2 separate regions of the Mus musculus genome follow, and region 2 is linked to region 1. Evidence: chromatin contacts called from public promoter capture Hi-C data. All regions are on one chromosome and are shown on one strand. Each heading gives the region's core, a stretch centred on a gene start, on an enhancer-like site or on the middle of the called end of the contact. The rest is flanking DNA. Distances are from core to core; before and after follow the strand shown.

Region 1 (5,981 bases), core at 1,811-4,310:
AGAGCCTTAAGAGCTTCTTCATTACTGGCTTGGGAATCTGGGAGGCTGGGTGTGGCGGTGAGGTGGTTGGCCTCATCATGGACAAAGAGAAACCCGGGGTATGTTGTGCTCATGCACACACGTTGGTATGCAAGAAGCATTCATGAAATAACTGCCCATTCTTTTCACTAACAGTTCCCAGCTGCTTCTGTTTGAGGCCCCCACAAGATACAACCCGAGGTCCTATTTTCTGAACCGATCCACCCCACAATGGTTCCAGATACCAAAAACAATGGAACAGGATAGCAGAATTGGGTGGACGAAGAGGGGAGGGGCAGAGTTCGCCGCAAGGAAGAATCCCACACCAAGAAGTCACGTCACCGGCACTAGCTGTGAAAAAGCCAGTGGGCCAAATTGTTAACCACACCAATCGCATGCGGTTGCAGACACACTGATTCACACACATTTAAACATTCAGACTCTACAGCCCAGAGAATGAACTAAGCACACTGAAGACACCTGGCGCTGTCTCTTAGCTCCTGTGAGCGGATCAGGGCTCCCAAAGTCTTCTGTGTCTGGTTTCTAGGCAGTGCCTCAGAAAGTCCTGCTGGGTTGTCTGAGATGGGATCTGGAGTTTTGGAAAGCCTTTCTAGGCAATGTGGTTTTCTGGGAAGTACCTGCTCTCCGTCACATCCAAGAGTAAAGGGCCAGAGACACTGAGGTGGGTTTGTGGCATGGGAAAGGATTTGGAGAGGTTAGGGAGCTATAGCGTAAATGAAGGGAATATGGCCTCTGGGACAAGCTGCAAATATTCTGAGGAATGTGGAAACTGAGGCTTGGTGTCATGAGGCAAGGGTAGAGCTGGGTAAATTGCTTTTCCATAGCAAACCCTTTTGGGAGTTGGAAAAAACAAAACAAAACGATGCCAGGTAAGGTCTTTGTTCTCAGGATAAAAGACATAGATGGCTGTGCAGCGGCTCAGGACTGTGGGAGTCACCACACTGGGTGTCACTTTCTAGGAACGTGGGTTTAAGTGCGGCTGTGGTCTACGGATCCCGGCCAAGTGGGAGTCATGCATGAGGGCCCATAAGTAATGGGCTGTTCCAACATTTAGGTTCTGCTCTTATGTCAGGACTGAGGACTGGGGCAGGAAGGAGACAGACTCAAGCTATAAGACTGGCCAGGGCTGAGCGGCCAGTCTGGTCAGAGCTCCGCTTTCTCCTCATGCTGGGCTCTGCATCCCAGCAGAGCAGGAGACCAACTGTGTGGTGGAACCAGTGCCCACTTTCTGCAAGCCTGAGAACCACTGATGGTTCCAGCTAGGTGAGGGAAGGGAAGGAGGCTGAAGCAGGGCTCCTTCCCCAAAGGTGTGTTGGTTCCAGACACAGAGTGTACTGGTGTCCCAAGCTGTGTCTACTTGGAACTCAGGTATTCCACAGACAAGTAAACAGGGCACATAGGACACCTGGCCAGGGTTCTCAATTTTCATGTTTCTTTTAAACAGCACTACCTATGAGAAGACCCCCCCCCCCACACACACACACTGGTACTGGTATAAGGAGTGGCTACATTTAAAATGCGAGGGAGCCCCAGAGCATCTCTCCAGTTCAGTTCAAAGGCTGTTCTGGCAGGCCTGGTTTGGTCTTTCAAGGAGCAACAGGTACAGTAAACAAGTCACAGAAGCCAGGGACCACAGGCCTCCCTCTGGTCTGTGGCTCTTCAGGGCCTACTCAAGGTTTGGAAGAGACCGCGGTTTCTATCCCTTTGTCCCCGAACAACCTTAAAGCAGGAGGCTGTCTCCTCCTTGCCCCGCCCCTCCCCAGAGACTCATATTTAAGCAAGATGCTCTCTGCCCACCACAGTGCCTGGACACCACCTCTGAGTTTCTGGAAACTCTTTGCTCCCAGCCCCCTCTGTCCGTGCGCCTCGTGGCCTAGTGATAGACATTCTTCCCTTGCTGCTAAGGCCAAAGCTTGGCAGCAAAAGGTGCCTGAGGCTACGTTTTAATTATTAGCTCCCTAGAGAGGGCCGACTCCTGCACTGCACGGGACGAGCGGCTGGCAGACACAGTAGCACACACCTACAATGCACACGCACACTCAGGTGGGCTCGACGAGCCTGTCTTCCACGAGGCTCCGCGAGCGTCCCAACCCGTCACGGGCGCGGAACTCCAAGCGCCGTGGAGTTCAAGCGGTACTTACCCCCAAGACGCTCTGAGCCAGGAGTCCCACTGTCACAGTTGCTAGCAGCAGCCACCTGCACAGGAGAGGGAGGGAGGGTAAGAAAGCGACCAAAACATGCGGGCCCCAACTTGTCAACTCCTGAAATATGCATGCAAGGTCCCCTTCACCTAGGAGACCAGGCAGAAGGCGACTTACCCTCGCAGGGGAGGGCCAGACGCTTTGAACCGCACTCGGTCCATGATCCCAGTCTTTGAGCTCTAGACTCGGCTCGATCCCTTCCTAACCTGGAGGCAAGAGACAAAGCGGGTTAGCAAAGGTGGCAGGCAGAGAGAGCATCGTCATCTTAGCACCCTGACTCCGCATAATGTCCCTCGTTTCCTTGCGGGGTGACCAAAGTTCTGTCCCATCAGGAGACAGAAAAAGGGAGATTCTTCTCCGTAGGCCCTGCCTGGAGCTCCTCAGCCCATGCAGCGCGATCCCTATTCCCCCAGCTCCGATCCAACGGAGCGCGCAGCCTCAGCCTACTCCGGCGCTACAGGTCCGCGACTTGGGGCCTGGCTCTCTGTGCCTCCCGGGGGTCGCTCTCACCTCAGGGTCAGGAGCTGCTGCCCGCGCGCATGGGCCCCTGAAGAAGCGTTGGCCCGTGGCACACCGGCGGCCAGGCCGGCCTGGCTCTGCTCCGTGGGCGCCGGACTCTCGGCCCCGGCGTGCCTTGCTGGTGCTTGCCCGGGATTGGCGAGCCAAGGGGCTCGTGGAATCGGGGCGCGGGAGGAGCTGGGTGCGGAGCGCAGAGCCCCGGCGTTCGGACTCCCTGCGACACCAAGTCCCGAGCGGCGCGCAGCCTCCGCCTCTTACCCGCGCCGCAGGGTCCTCCCCTTGGAGACGCCGCCCGCGCACTGCCGAGGGGAGGGGGCAGCGCCAACAAATTGGGGAGCTCCTCGGGCGGCGCGCTCAGGTCTCTGCGCAGAGTCACCGCACCCGGGACGGTGAGCAGGGCTCACGCCCGGGCCCTCCGAGACTGAGCACCTCGCCGTGGCCCACGGGAACTGGGCTGCATTTCCCCGCCGTCTCTGCTGGTCCCCTGCCGCCCCGGGCGCGCCACCATGGGGCCCCGGCTCAGCGTCTGGCTTCTGCTGCTCTTCGCCGCCCTTCTGCTCCACGAGGAGCGCAGCCGAGCAGCTGCGAAGGTGAGTTCCCTGCGGGCTGCGCTCCCCAGCCTCCCTCCCTGCACCCCTGACGCCCCGCGAGGCCTCTTTGTCCAGCGCCTGGCGCAGTCAAGCCGCCTGGCCCTCGAGGGTACCGCGGGTGGCACGGCCAGGTGCATTCTTCCCCCGGGTCTCCCTCTCCTAGTCCCTGTGGGCAGCGATCGCACATCCATTACGGAACCTCCTTTGTTATACACTGGGTGCGGGAGAGTTAGGAAGGGACTGAAGCTTAGCGTGTACCACGGCGGGGTGAGGGTACCGAGGAGCCAGTGAGATTTGAACCCTCATCGCCAAGGCTCTCAGCGGCGGGGCGCGCGAGTGGGTCGGGGCTGGAAGGGTGGCCAGGCACACCCCACGCCACTCAGAGTCCTACACTCATGTGCAGGGGGAACCGCTTTGGGTGTGTTTCTGGTTGTTTGGAGACCGTGATGGTTGAGGCTGAACAGCTTTGGGCCGTTTGCCTGGAAACATCTGTATTTTTGCTTTCCCACGACTTTTGTGTAGCCTACGGCACGCTTGAGAACAGACGCGGGGCTCTTCTCCGCATCCTAAAAGTCTCTGCCTCGACTCTTGCCTTTTATGAGTGCGTGCCTGAAAATTATAACCACATTTAGACTTGAGTGTGAAACCAAAGCGAAACTCCGTCGCATTGTTCCCTGCGCAAATTGTTTTTTTTAAGTTTTTGTTTCCTCTGGTGCTGTGCTTGGCCAGGAGGGCGCTGGGAGATGTTTGCAAGAGCCAGACTTCCAGCTCTGGAGGAACCCGGCCAGACTTTCTGCCTTCGCCCCTAGAGAATACACTTCAGCTGCTGCTGCTGCTGTGACAGCCATGCAGGCCCAAAGGCCACAAGGTGTGGCCTCTCCACAGTTTGCCTTCCCCTCAAATGCCTAAAAAACGACGTTTGCTTCTCACCGAAGCTTCCAAGTTTTAAAAGAAACCGTTGCTTAATTGTGCATTTTCCTTTCCTTTTAAGAATTTCACCTCTTTCCTGCAGGAGCGATACTGATCAACTATGCTATAAATTATTAACTGTTACATACTAGAATAAACTGGTAACGTTACTAGGGGTTTTCTTAATTGGGTTTTGCCTCCCTTTCTGAAGAAGGATGATTAATTACATCAGCAACCAACTTCAGAGAGTTCCCTCCTCTCCAGTCTTCACCTTCACCGCAGGTAGCCTTTTAACTACCCATTCTCTTGCTGAGGGTAGTTTCTCAAAAGAGCAGGCTTGATAGGCTGGACCTGCTGGCGGTGCAGGTCTTGTAGTTCTTGCTTCTTGGACACCCGAAGCAGGGGGATCTCAAGTTCAAGGCTAGCCTGGGCAACAGAATGAGTTCAAGGCTAGCCCAGGCAACATAGGGAGACTCTCGCTATAATAATAATAATAATAATAATAATAATAATAATAATAATAATAATAAAGTAAAAAGAGGCTGACGGGCAAAGTGCTTACCCAGCATGAACATAGCCCTGGGTTCATTCCCCAGGGTGGAAAATATTTACCAAAAGACCTAGGCCTTCTAAGGGGATCACTGTGATGGAAAAGCATGAGCCACTGTTTGGACTTAGGTTTTTCTGAACGATCGTGTTAGCAAAGCTAACTGTGAGATCTCACGTCCAGACCCTCAGGACTTTAAACCGTTGAGTCAGCCACATGAACTCCTGATCTTACTTGGAAAGTCAAACCAGCCAGGGTTGAGGCTTGACATTGATGTATTTCCTACTAATTGTCCTGTAAGACCAAGTACATTTCTGGATGCTCGCTCTGTTCTGTTCCTCCAGCTGCCTTATCTTAAGTGATTTGGCCCGTGGGTACCCTAAGATGTTACCTTGGTAAGACATTCACCCCATTAGCAAGCCTGCTAAATGTGCATATGACCTTAGGTATGCAAGAAGACCTGTTTAAAAACAACATCCCCCCTCATTTAGAAATCTGTGTCCTTTTCATGGTATCAATAACATTTTGCCCAGCTCCTTTTAAAACTAGCTGTTAGAGGTACCACAGCAATGAAGTAGCCTCCATTGAGTTTTCCAAGTCAAATATCCTCTAAGCTAATTGTTAATTTAGATGGGAAGATCATCAGTTCTGCTTGGGGATGGGCCCAGGATCGTGCACACACTGGGCAGGCACTCTCTATTGGTGCTTATCAAATGGCTTTTCAGGGTCTGAGATGTGAACTTTCCCCTAAGTGTGGCCATGCCTGCCCAGCAATCTTGCTGTCTCCTGAACATTAGTCATGTCTCCAGGGAGTGAGTGACCAGAGAGCTCATACGAAGAGGGAAGACTTTCTTCCCAGGCCTGTCTGGGTGGCTCTCCTTGAGTTTGCATCTAGATGAGAAGGCTGACTTCCTATGTCACCCCAACAAGGCATATTGGGAGTGGGGTGCTAGTGAGGAGGGTCCCCAGGCCTCTTTCTTTTTACAAGGAACAGGACTGGGAAAGGGTAAGGGCTTCTGAAATCAGCCAGAGATCTGCGCACTAGCCGTGTGTGTGCTAGACTGGGCTCCACTAGAGGTGCTGACTGATGCTTTGAAAAACTGGGTGTACACTCAATGAGTGTGTTCAGGGATGTTTAGAGTGCGTGTGAACCCTGTGCCTCAGTTTCCCTTGCAG
Region 2 (6,973 bases), core at 3,953-6,452, 420 kb before region 1:
TCTTGCATCAAGTGAGATAGCAGACTTTTGAAAGGTTCCCATGGCTGCTGGAGGGACATGAAGCGCACACAGCCCAAGTCACATGTCAGGAAGGTCAGTCCAGACCACCCAGCTGTCCATCTTACCCAACAAGATCTGTCCTTCTGCCTCACACTGTTCTAGCATTTAGCTATGCTTTCTCTTGTTCTAACCCCTTGAGAAGAACCTGCTATTTAAGATGTTGAGCTAGTGCCTACATAAAGCCTTCACCCCCTAAGTCCCAGAGTTTTTGGTACATGAAGTACTCTGCATGCTATTCCTGATATATTGATATATTCAGGCTATGCTTGAAGCCTTCCCTGAGCGGTTGATATACCCGGTGTATATCAATATATAAACAAGAGATATAAACAAGCCAGCCACAAACCCTCTCCCTACAATTGTGCACTGCCTGCAAGATACACTAGGGCAATGGTGGCACAAAGCTTATATGTATAACCAACCAATAACTGATCTTATTTAAGACCCACTCCATGTGATGGAACTCAAACCGGACACTATTTAGGTTTCCAAGAACCTGAGACTAGGTAGCCCAGGGACCTAGGGCAAAACCAAATAATACTGATCTAAAAAAAAGGGGGGGGGGGAAATGCAGCAATAGATAAAATGATACCTAATGATGTTTGTGTTATATTCATAGATGAACACCTTGTTCAACCAACACTAGAGAAGCTTCCTCCTGCAGCAGAAGGGAACAAATAGAGACCCTCATGCAGACATTATGCAAAGACTTTGGAACACTCATGTCTAAATGGGCTGTCTCCATCAAGTCCCTCTCCCTCTCAGGGCTCAGGGAACCCTGAAGATGACGCCGAAGAGGTGGGGAAGACCGGGAATGGAGGACACCAGAAAACAAGGTCCTCTAGATCAACATGAGCGAAGCGCAAATGAACTCAGGGCGACTGGGGCACCATGCACAGGGCCTGTGCCGCCCACACCAGGTCCTTTCTCTCCTTCGATATTAGAGCCTTCAGTTCCATCTCCATGGGGCTCCTGAGTGCCGGCGATGGGTGGGTCTCTGGCATGGGGCTCTCCTTCTGATGATTTGTCTTGTCCGGCTTTGATGTGATGGCTTTTGCTTCATCTTATTATATTTGGTTTTGCTTTAAATATTTTAAATGAATGAATGGATTAATGAAAACCTAGCAACTAGGGTAATTAATTAATGAAAAAGAAAACCTAGCTACTAAAGTAAAGGTTAACAACTGAGCTGCCATTTATTTCCCCCCCCCAGCCCCCGGGAGAAGGAAAATCAGTTTTCTCCAATGGAGTGACACTGGGTATATCAACCACTCAGGGTAGGCTTCAAGTTCAGGAGTAGTTGACCAACATAGAGGACTCCGCAGTTTTATTGTGGGCTTTTAATTGGTTACAGGTGGTGGGGTTCCTCCCTTTGGGGCATTGTTTAATTTTTCTTTCTTAATGCATTGGGGGGAGGGCACTGAGGCTGTCGTGCTGGTTGTTTGTTTTGTTTTTAGAGAAAGATTTTAAAGTTGGGGGTGAGCATCTAGAAAGACTTGGAGGAGAGAAAGAATATGATTAGAGTATATTTAAATTTAAAATTTGTTTTAGATAATTTTAAAAAATGCCAAAAGTTGGCTCCCACAATGTCAAGTAGGTTAAGAAAGTTCTTAAAAGTTGATTGAGATCAGCTGTGGTTGGATTACGCTCCACAAAATTCACACATGGGGGGGCCCAGCCCCCCAGGACCTCAGAATGTGGTTTTACCTGGTGATGGTCACTCGGGAGGTAATTGGGGAGATGCCCTCATACCAGGTAGAGGACGTACGGTGGATTTGGACAGAACGGATTTGCCCACAGTGAGAACTTCATATAACACAGGTGTGCTTCACAGGTGTGCTTCCACAAACTTAGGGATCCCTGAGCGTATGAGAAAGGCCTGGGCAAGTGGCAAGTGTCCCAGCATATGTAGGAAGCACATGCCATACCTTGGTCACGAATTTCTGGCCACCAGACCACGAAACAAATGCATATATGGTGGGGAGGGACCCCTGGTTTCAGTTACACTCCCAAATCCTGGTGACCCCAGTTCTCCCACAGAGAATGCCATGTGGACTGCACACAGCTTCCCTGACCCATTCAGGGACACACAGTAGGAACAAAGTTCCTGGAGGCTTTTAGGGAAATTAAGCAACTTTGTACACTGCGTCCACGAGTAAAATTAAAACAGCATTTTAGCACAGATTATGCTTGGTGGTTTTCTATCCTCTAAAATTCCTGCATCTAGGGTGTGCCTCCTTTGGACAAAATAACCTAGAAGTGTCTGAAGCAGGAGTTTACTAAGGATGGTGCTGCCAAGGCTCAGGGACCCGATGGCTAAGACAGGTTTGGGATCAGAAAAGGGAGGGAACAGGATGGGACCAGCTCAGGCCTGACTCTTCAGAGAACAATCAAAGGGCAAAAGTTTGATCCCCAGAGCTGGGGAAACTTGCCAATCCCAGCCTCCCTCTTTCCTGCAACCAAGAGCCGTGGCAGGCAGCAGGCAGCAGTTAGCAGAACCCCTTACCACCAGTCTGTAGCTCACTCCTCTCGCCTCCAAAGAGAAGTAAACACAGAGGCTTCAGGAAAGGGACCCTAACCCACCATTTTCTTTGCCTGAGCTGGAGCTCAAGGAATGTCCCGTCCCCGCTAGCCAACCCAGTTGTGAAACACAACAGGACGTGCTCTTAATAAAAGACACATGGGAAGCCTTCCTTCGGCACTCATTCCCAGGCCTGGACTCCATTTTAAACTCATGAACTTGAGAAAGGGAAGTCCTACGCTGCTCACAACCCTCCAGTGTCAGCATGCCCACGTAGCAATGGGTCCAGCTAAGACCCTTCACGTGCCGCACATAAGTTCAGCTCTGTTTCCAGGCATTTCCTTTTTAAGGAGAGAGGGTCTCCCTCTGGCATTCCAGCACGGAAGCAAAAGCTGCCCCACACATGTGCTTCAAGACAAATGTGATTCCATGCAGGCATTCATTGCCAAGTGCGGATGACTTCATGGCAGATGCAAACTCGTGGAATCCAGAATTTCAGACAGTGGCTGATGGTTTACTCCCCACAAATACCCCTCACTCAAGAGCCAGGGACTATCTGTACAGGGTCATCAGCCTTCAAAAAGAGAGTTAAAACAACACCGACCCAAGAGATTTCCACTCGACTGTAGTTTCAGAATGTTTGAGACCAATCTAGCTGCCAGAGGCTAGCCCTTTTTATTCATCTCTCTCTGTGTTGTGTCAGAGATGAAAGAGGCGCTGCAACTTCCTCACGGGATCTTTCTAGAATTTAAAATAGAATATGAATTTTTGAAGTTTGCCTGACCACATCAACGCTGCAAACATGTCACGTGACGTGTTCATGGATGGGAACATGTCCATTGACATAGCACAGGAATCTTTTTACAGCTTTGCCTCAGAAACAGAACAGGGTTATCTTTAAGAACCTTAGCATGTGTCTCACTCAGACGTCTGTCTTTTATTATCACCAATGGCCAGGGGACAGCCGGGTTTTCTCAGTGTCTGGCAAGTCACACCCTGCTCTCTTCAGTCGTTGCATCTTAAAATTGTAACTTTATTGATCTGCCCCACTTATAAACAGTGTTTCCCACATCAGTTAGTCCTTCTAAGATGCATGTCGTTTTCAATACAATGTTCAAGAAAACACCTAAAACCTGTGGTACGCATGTGGAACTCATGGTAAATGTTTTCTGACACTGCAGCATGCCAATTTATGAATACAATTAGAATTTCTGCTTTTTCAGGTCACTTAATATGCATTAACAGAGTGTCCTGCCTAGGGCCTGTCTGTGTGTATGTGCATGTGTGTGTGTGTGTGTGTGTGTGTGTGTGTGTACTCCATTAAGAAGTGTTACTTCTTCCTAATTATGGGACACTTCCATTTCTGTACTTAACACCTTTTAAATTACTAAGGATCTTAAGTTTTCTTGTAAACTGTGTATTGGCATAATCTTGAACACAGGACTTTATTATTTTTTGACCTATAAAACATGGTTGTTCTTAGAAGTGCTCCCAACCCCTGACCCGGCCCGCTCTGTGAGCTTACAAACGAAAACAAACTTTGGTCACCCAGAGCGGTGGTCAAGGTTCACACTGCAGAGCCAGGGAGCCAGCAGCCAGCAGCAGCAGGCAGACAGCTCCAAATCTAGCAGGCAGTGAGGATAAAAATTCTGACCCATCCCCAAAGAAATCGGGCTTCAGCACCCTGTGTGCGCTGTTCTGCAGGCTTGGCTGAGTGAAGAATCCCTTGATGGGGAAGGCAGTAAGTCATTTCACAGCTCGGCCCTCCCTTGGCTTTTGATGCATCCTTTAAACATGCCCAGCCACCGGTCCATTCAACGCAAGAGTCAGACTGCAAAGGCAGCGACGAAACCGTTCAAACAAAGCCATCGCAGAAAGCTGCGCGGCACAGAGACGAGGTTTTCCGATCGGTGTCGGCGAGGGGCGAAGCCGACCTCCCAACTTCACGTTAGGGTGGAGCAGAACCCCACCGCCGCCGGCACAGCCAACTCTCCTTCTCGTGACCCCGAGCCGGCCCCGAGCGTCACCGCGGCCCCCTCCGCTGTCTGTGCTCTCAGGGCGGGTCCCCTTCCCGGCGCCCCGCACACAATGGCGCCCCGAACTCCCGCCGCCGGTCCCCGCGCCTTGCGCGCCGCCGGGTCCGCGCACAAAGGAGGGCGCGCGGGCCCCGAGCCGGCGCGCGCCAGGTGCTCCCGCGCGCCCCGCCGCCCGCCGCCCGCCCGGGCCGGGGACCCACCCGAAGACCGTGCCATGGCCACTTACTTTCTCGATGGTCCCGGGCAGCAGGCGCTCCAGCAGCCGGCATAGGACCACCCCGTCCTTGAGCGACGCCTGCAAGAAGACCTCAGGGTCCGAGATGGTTTTCTTGGGCGACTCCAGCACGCCCAGGGTGATGAGCCACGTAACGGTCTGCTCGGCAGAATTCATCGCTGCGGCGGCTCGGGCTGCGCGCACAGAGGGGGCGCCGCGCGCGATCACCTCGGAGCGGCCCGGGCCGCGGCCACCCGCGCCCCCGCCGCCTCCGCGCCCATGGGCGGCCGCGCGCCGGCGATTGGCCCGGCCGGCCCAGCAGGTCCCGCTCCGCTCCGCGGGCTCGCGCGCGCCCTGGCCCGCTGTCAAGTGCCTTTTCATTAGCGGCGCAGGAACCTGCGGGCGCCCGGCACCGCCCCCGCCGCCGCCCCCCGGCCGCGGCCGCCGTCGCCCGATGACATCACCGGAGAAGAAAGACGCGGCGGCCGCCCGCGCGCACCCCGCGCCAGCCCCGGCGCACGACAGCTGGCGCGCCCCCCGCTCACCTGCGCCGCCCGCGCGCCCCGGGGCTGCGCGCCTTTGTGGGTAGGGCGGCGCGCGATTAGTAAGCGCTTCCCAGAATGCTCTCTTGAGCTAGCCCGCCGACTGCGGGGCGCGGGCGTCTCTTCGCCACCTCGCCAGCCGGCGGGGATGGCACGCACATGCTCGTTAGATCTGTGACCAGATGGGTCTCACTCGGGCAGGAACGAGCGTCGGGAACGCGGGCGCGATGCTAAGCGGCTGGCTGCAAGGCCACTGGAGGCGGGGGGCGGGAGCGGAGATGGGGGGCGGCGGGCGCGGACGACCTTAGTAGCCAGAAGCCTTGCATGACTCCTTGTGAAATTGACGGTGACGTGTCCAGCGATCAAGAGCACATCGCAACCTCGGGTGGGTGTCCGCTGGAAAGCGTGCTGTCCACGCTTAGGCCCAGAACTTGGGCGTCCTCTTCCAGCGCAAAGGATGTGTGACAGGAGCCTTGGGGGAAGGGGGGAGTAGGTGAGGGCTCACCGTCAATCGACACATATTTCCACTTACTCCCGCCACTGGTCCTATGCTTTCCCTGCTGGCTGGCACTCCTCGACAGTTTAAAATAAAGCTTGCAGTGTCCCAGGAGACCTTTCCCCTGGGCCAGGCACGCACGTTCATCCAGTAACTGCTCAAGGCTAGAAGCCATGCGATGCTGTCAATTAAAAACAAAAAACAAAAACAAAACAAAAAAATGATCACAGGTTCGACTCTCTTCTCTGCATTCTCCAGGTGCTTCCATCACCACCATCGATTGCGTTTAATAGCATCTTCTGGCTAAATGACTACATTTCTGTTCCAGACACAAACAAAGCATTAAAATAGTGTGAAGTTTGTTGAGGGCCAGCTTCTCTGTGGTGGCAGCTGCCTTCAGAGCAGCGCTAGCCAGCCCTAACCAACCACTGCTGCAATTACGGTGTCTTTACCACCGACAGACCCAAGCCTCACTTTTTGTCCATTTTCCTGGTTACATATGAGAGGTACCCTGCCCTAGGAGCCCCACATCAGCCAGTTTCCCATCTTGCTTCCCTGTGGAGGTCCAGAGAGTGGCAATGCAAAACTGATCACCGACGCCCGAGTCTATCGACCAAAGCTGCTCAACCCGGAAGAAGCTTTCCCTAGTGCTGAATTGAAAAATTTACTCGTTACTATTTTTAAATCCTGTTAGACTAGGTCTGGCCTTATCACGCAGTACACAAAGATAGCTACATATATTGACTGTCAAGTGGCCCTAAGGAAGCCAGGCAGAGGCCGACTTAATAGACAGAGGAAGTTGGGAACCAACGGTCAGACTGGACCATTGACTACACCCGTTCATTCTGGAAAAAAAGCCCCTGAGCTGCTAAATGATAACCTTACAGATCACCTTCTTTTAACCCCAGTACACGCTAATTTCGAATCATTATTTGGAGGAGATCCTAGAAAGTAGCCCTGCTCACAACTGTGTCATTGAGGAGCTTCGCTGAGCACTTCTGGTGTCCAAGGTGAACCCTTGGTCAAATTTCCTTGGCATTTTCTAAATCCCTGCTACAAGACTGAGGAGAGGAAATGCCCTTCTCCCCATGGGTAGAGAAACAC

What was found. Promoter capture Hi-C pulls out the DNA fragments that hold promoters and counts their contacts.
Region 2: a promoter capture Hi-C map of embryonic stem cells shows a contact between it and region 1. The contact joins the promoter of Arhgef7 here to the promoter of Col4a2 in region 1. A contact is called at or near these places in 3 of 39 promoter capture datasets (embryonic stem cells, hippocampal neurons and stem cell-derived epiblast-like cells), 3 of 484 Hi-C or Micro-C datasets (all in embryonic stem cells) and 3 of 115 datasets of contacts at active chromatin or transcription factors (embryonic stem cells and extraembryonic endoderm stem cells).

What each region holds. Positions count from the first base shown.
Region 1 is chr8:11,309,884-11,315,864 of GRCm38.p6, reverse strand. Col4a2 (collagen, type IV, alpha 2) reads right to left here and starts at 3,060. Exons shown (of 48, transcript NM_009932.4): 1 at 2,751-3,060; 2 at 2,358-2,446; 3 at 2,181-2,235. The coding sequence starts at 2,401. Col4a1 (collagen, type IV, alpha 1) reads left to right here and starts at 3,039. Exons shown (of 52, transcript NM_009931.2): 1 at 3,039-3,349. The coding sequence starts at 3,266.
Region 2 is chr8:11,726,287-11,733,259 of GRCm38.p6, reverse strand. It overlaps Arhgef7 (Rho guanine nucleotide exchange factor (GEF7)), which reads right to left and starts at 5,202. Exons shown (of 22, transcript NM_001372321.1): 1 at 4,844-5,202. The coding sequence starts at 5,008.